Linked DNA regions of Pan troglodytes: region 1 is linked to region 2. Evidence: chromatin contacts called from public Hi-C data. All regions are on one chromosome and are shown on one strand. Each heading gives the region's core, a stretch centred on a gene start, on an enhancer-like site or on the middle of the called end of the contact. The rest is flanking DNA. Distances are from core to core; before and after follow the strand shown.

Evidence for each region. Hi-C and Micro-C count contacts between places; a contact is called where the count stands out from the background.
Region 1: a contact with region 2 is called in a Hi-C map of stem cell-derived neural progenitor cells, with 3 times the contacts expected there. The contact joins two enhancer-like sites. A contact is called at or near these places in 4 of 7 Hi-C or Micro-C datasets (induced pluripotent stem cells, a lymphoblastoid cell line and stem cell-derived neural progenitor cells), 1 of 1 datasets of contacts at active chromatin or transcription factors (stem cell-derived excitatory neurons) and 1 of 1 other capture datasets (stem cell-derived neural stem cells).

Annotation. Positions count from the first base shown.
Region 1 is chr1:224,317,293-224,320,056 of NHGRI_mPanTro3-v2.0_pri, reverse strand. All of the region lies in intron 10 of CAMTA1 (calmodulin binding transcription activator 1), which reads left to right. Among named protein-coding and RNA genes, the nearest start is that of VAMP3, 92 kb to the right of the region's middle. Within about 2 kb of position 1,361, at least 11 of the 24 cell types and tissues checked have an H3K27ac peak or open chromatin away from gene starts, as enhancers often do. A contact at or near this core is called in induced pluripotent stem cells, stem cell-derived neural progenitor cells and stem cell-derived neural stem cells, where this site is marked.
Region 2 is chr1:224,243,773-224,246,520 of NHGRI_mPanTro3-v2.0_pri, reverse strand. CAMTA1 (calmodulin binding transcription activator 1) reads left to right here. Exons shown (of 21, transcript XM_054662341.1): 20 at 854-928. Among named protein-coding and RNA genes, the nearest start is that of VAMP3, 18 kb to the right of the region's middle. Within about 2 kb of position 1,405, at least 12 of the 24 cell types and tissues checked have an H3K27ac peak or open chromatin away from gene starts, as enhancers often do. A contact at or near this core is called in induced pluripotent stem cells, stem cell-derived neural progenitor cells and stem cell-derived neural stem cells, where this site is marked.

The DNA.
Region 1 (2,764 bases), core at 112-2,611, 74 kb before region 2:
CCTGAACCACCCAGTGTGTAAACCTCAGCCTTATCCCAGTCCCTGCCCCAGCCGAGAGAGAGGGTGCCGACGGCAGCCCTGGCTGGTGAACCCTCAGGAGACAATTCCCCGGGGCGGCTTTGGGTCTGCAAACCCTAGCATGGGCTGCCCTGGGGCACCGAGCTGCCCTTGGCAGCATCCCTGGCTGAGGCCGGAGCCAGGCAGAGCTGTGATGACCACCCACGGGATGTAACAAGGAAGGGCAGGGTGACCAGGGGCTCCCGTTTAGGAAATCCGGTTTTAGTTTTGCAGAACAAATGGGGAATGGAGTCAGGAACTCTGCAGAGCTCTGGCTCTCCCTGAGTGACTTGGCCGGCCTTACTAGAATGAACCCAAGGATGCTGGGACCACTGTAGGACCCTGCCTGGCAGATGGAGCCTTTTCAGAGAGCAAAGTCACAGTCAGGCAGTGCCCCAGAGCTCAGGACACATCTGCAGGCCCCCTGGAAACCCAGAGAGCCAGCTGTACCCCAGAGGCTACGGCACGGGAGGATGCTGCCATAGAAACCCGGGGGAAGGGGAGCCACCCAACTGCTTCATGACAGACACACCCCGGGACCTCGGCCACCCCAGGCCCCTCGAGATGGGCCTGCCACCAAGCTGGGCACCTGCTCCCTAGCTGCCCCCTCCCCCCAGAACTTTGAGCTCTGAACTCTGTGGGCCTCCAAGTTGAAATAAGCACCCCTGCACCTGCAGGATACACAGGAGGGTGACAGGAATTGGGGCGGCGATGACATCAAGGCCTGGGCGTCCAGCAGCATCGCCTCTGTTACCACCAGCCAGGGCACAGCTAGGGGAACAGTAGCTCCGCAGCTTGGACCCCCAGCTCAGAGCGCCCTGCTGAACCAGAGGGGACCAGCCTGGGGTCCACCTCGGCCCAGGGGCCCTGCAGAAAGCAGATCAGGGCCCTAAAGGACGCCTTCCTTTGGTCTGGGCCAGTTGTCCTTTCAAGGAATGAGTGGAAGGGAGGCAGGGACAGAGGAACTGCCAGACCCCACCTGGCTGGGGAGAAGCGGGTCTTCCCTGGCTATTCTTTTTCCCCCTGAATGAATACAAGGCACTCACCCACCCAAGGGCCCAGCCTTCCCAGCCTTTCACCAGCTTGATAAATACTAAGGGAGGGGAGGAGAAGCAGCGCCGCAGTCGCAGCGCAAAGGGGGCCGCGGGAACAGCTAGTCGGGAGCGCGGGGGTCCCGGGCCTCTGGTCAGCCACGGGGCCTGGCCGTGAACTTTGCGTCCGGGCCAGTGCTGCAGTGGCCGGGCGGTGGTGAGCCTTCCGTTCCCCGCCTGTCCCTCCCGGCCCCTCCCCTCGGTCTCCGCAGCTTCTCGGCTCAGCCCCTCCCGTCCCCGCGGGCGCTGGGCCGATTCTCCCTCCGCGCTGGCCGGGCCGTGGAGACGGGTTCGCCGCGGAGAGGGGAGGAGGGCTGGGGAAGGGGTGGGCGCCAGGGGACTGCAGCGCGGAGCAAACTGGGGCACGGCTGCCGGCGGCGCGCGTGCACACACTCTCTCCCACGCGCGCGCCCTCCCGCCGACGCGCAGCCGCAATGCGGGGCCCTTCGCGGAACTGCTGGCGGCGCCGCGCCCTGCGGGGTCTGGGGCGCCCGCAGGGACTGCGAGGACCGCGGGACTAGGAAGGCCTGAGCCCGGCCACCCGCCTCCGAGTGCGCCGCACCGTGCGGCGGGGACCGCAGGCCTTCGGTGGGCGGCGAGCCCTGGCTCCCTCGTTCGGTGGCCTCTGCTGCATGTGGGATGCGCCCTTTGTCCCCTCTGCCATGCGCGGGGGAAAATGTTTGAGGGCGGGGAAGAGACTGTCTGCCCTCATTTGATCTAAAACATGAATTTGTTTGCTTGGCTAAAGGCCGAGTGGGGGGCGTGGGTCCGGGGCGCAGAGAACTCGCGCGCGCGCGCAGCAGCAGCAGCAGGAGCTGCGGCGAAGTCTTTGTCCCCGCGGCGCAGCCTTTGTCCCCGCGGCGTAGCTTTTGTTTGCGCAGCCCCGCCCTGCGGAGGGCGATCGTCCCCACGTTGGGGCCGGGAGGCAGGGACCCGACGTCCCCAAAATCTCAGCTGGGGCGCAGCCATCCTGGGAGAGACCGGGCGTGGAGATGGGGGAAGGTGGGGGGAGTCGCCGCAGCCTTCTGGATCCCGGAGCTGCAGCGCCTCCCCCAGACCTAGGGGTCTTCCCCTCCCTTCCCCTGCGCCCCACTGTGAGCTCCAGGGTCAAAGGCCCTGTCTGCTGGACCCCCATCACTTAGCCCAGGGCTGGCACGTGGTGGGCTGCAGTACATATTTGTGATATGAATGCAGGCACACGTGAATGAGTGCAGGAGGGACTGTCAAAAAGCTGAATCCGACTAGTGGTAAGGAAGGTTTCACAGAGGAAGCGACCCCCTTGGTGAGACCTGAAGCCTGAGCAGGGTTAGCCCGGGAAGAGGGGGCATCAAGGGTGGCAGGAGAGGGAATGAGCGGCTGCCTTTAACCCAGGGTCTTCGGGAACTGCCGTTTTCACCATTTCTCCTCCACCCACAAAGGTGTGGATTCAGAACAAATTTCCTCTGTCCTGACCTGACCCCAGGCCATTTGCACAGGACCCCAGGGAGGTCTGAGCAGGCCAGCTCTTCATACAGAGATGCAAGGGGGACCTCTTCCAGGCTAGAGATAGGCAGGCAATGGGGTTTACCCTGGAGACCCACTGGGGAGGATCTCTGGGAAATGTCACTTATACCTGT
Region 2 (2,748 bases), core at 156-2,655:
ACCCAATTATTTTGATATTGCCACCCAATTTTACCTTATATCAGAATTTGGCAGCACCAGTTTCTACTCAGAAAGTTACCACTCAATTATAGTAGTTTAACCCATTTCCTGTTTAGGAAAAAAAAAAGTACAGCCCGCTGCCAGCACTCATGTAATTTTACATAAACATGCTCTTTGAGGCTGAAGGAAATCTGATTTTCAATGTGAAAATAAAATATGAAAACTATTCTTGGAGTCATTTCTAAACAGAACTTGTTCCTAATCCTAATGTAACTGAAATGTATATGATGCTATGTTCCGATTAGAGACAAGGCTATTCTTGACACAAATGGGAAATGAGTGAAATTGTAGAATTACTGCATGTGAGACCTTGGGAGAGTAATTAGGGTTAAGCTGTTCCATTTTAGAGACTGTAATAAAAATGTTGAGCCAAGTAAAATACATTGATCAGTACATTTACAAAATGGCCCAAAGAGTGTATCAACTCTGGTGAATCACCTTGTAAACTAAGAAAGCCTGTCTAATGCCAGAATGCCTTTTGTGGCAAAATGAGCTTATAATGAATTGTGGAAGAATATTTAAGTGACATTTTATTTTCAGTCTTTGTATAGTCTTGTCTTGAAGCTGAGAGCGCCTATACACGCCCTCCTTTCTCCTCTAGTGATGCCCGGACTCGATACTATGGGAACAGCATACGCACTCATCCCCCTTCAGATTGTATACATCTTTAACGTATGCTGTTGGCTTTGCTACACGAACTGCTTAATTCAGAGTCCTCTGTCACTGCTGACCAGTTTTCCATATTGGGCTTTACTGTAACCTTCTTGTGACAATAATATTCTGACTTTTTCAGGAGCAGTTTGCTAACCAAAAAGCAGGATCAAGCTGCTCGAAAAATAATGAGGTTTCTACGCCGCTGTCGCCACAGGTACACTAGTCCTTGTTTATACATTCTGCTCAGGGAGAATGATGAAGCAACCCTGACCTTCTTAACCCTCACTAACTCCTATGTAAAGCTAATCCCCCTGCAGATAATCAGGGCAGACGTCCCAAATTACAATAGGGCGGTAGAGCTCTTTACGTAGGGATCAGGTTGCTACCCTTGGAGTGCTGGTAACCATGTCAGACGATGCTGTTTGAACAATGGAGATTCATGCCCGTGTTTTTCTGTTTCAATTTGGGTGTGAGGTCAACTTAGTCAGACTAGCTTTTAATTCTAAGTTTCTCTTTAATCTGCGATTGATATGCCACATTGCAGTATGTTCTTTGCTCTAATCCTTTACTATGCTAGCGCGTGTCCAAACAGAAAACAGTTTCTAGTCTCAAGGAAGGGAAAGAAAACCATGAATTCCAAACAAGTTTTCTGATGTAGAATTTCCACCAAATAGCTGGTGCCCTCTGCTGGTCATGTAATCGCCAACATGCTCTATTATTAAACTATCAATTAAAGCCGGTCCGTGATGAGGAACAGGAGAGATCACTGGAATGCAGCTGTTCAGGAAAAGAAAGACATCTGAGACTCTGGGCACATCTTCAATTAGTAGGAAATGGGGTCCTGTGACCCCAGCATTCTGTGGGATGCAGCATCTTCTCATGGAGCTAAGCCAGAGGAATTTCTCTTTGTTCCTCAAATTTGAGATTTCTTTATGAAGACTAGCGTCTCTACTTAGATTTCAGAGGGCTGGTGAAAGTGGTTTGTGTTCTTTATCCAGGTGAATCTTCCAGTCTGACGTCTGTAACTGCGGCCGTCCGAGCTGGGTGTAGACCACCTTCTGTGTGGTTGGGTTGTTGCTCTGTGTGTCAGGAGCTGTGCAGTTTACAATACCAAACATTAAAGCAGACTCTCTAATGTCTTACTTCCTCTTCCTATTTAATTATACCAAAAGTCCTAGTGTTCATATTTAATTGGATTCCTTGGATGTTTCATTTTGCTTTAGTTTTTCTTACTCCTATACCATATGATTGCCGGCTTTGAAAATATCTTGCCTTTAAGACTTAATAGGTTTAATGGGTTATTTGTACTTTTACTTAAATTAACAGAAGAATTTATTTTTGTGACCATAGAAGGAAACATGCACAGCCACTGCATTAACATCATAAAAACTTAAAAAACGGCATTCACTAGGATAGATGGTTTTCCCCAGCTACGATGCCATGCAGAAGCTAATGTTCACTCGCCCTGTGCCTCAGCAACATTTACTTTCCACCATGCAAGGATGGGAGATTTTTCACCATGATAGCTAATGAGTAACATACCAGTGTCAGTACTCTGAAACAGGAAGTCCTGTTAGGAAATGCATCCCCAAAACGGGTATGGCTCTAAGATCATGAAATTAATTCTGCAAGCCTTACCAAAGGCAGCCTCTTTCCTTTATTATTCAATCATACCTTTTACTTAGCAGGGACTTAGGACCAAAGAGAGTAGCTGATTTTCTTTATATGGTGAACAGATCAAGGACTCACCTGGGCCCTTTTCCTTACATTCTCCAATACATTCATAGTTCCTTCCTCCCTTTTCCTCTTCGGCCTGCAAAATGAAAAACCTGAGCAAGATCCTATCCAGCACTGAAACCAATAGACTTTGGCCACTTTGAGCAGAATCACATCTTCTTTCATGACACTGTGGTTAATACTTTCCAGATAGATTTTGTTTTCAAGAAAATTACCTTAACACCACTCTTCTTTAGGCCACTTCAGACAAACCAGAATGTCTGCAAGTTAAGTCGTGCTAGACTTTTTCCTCATTTC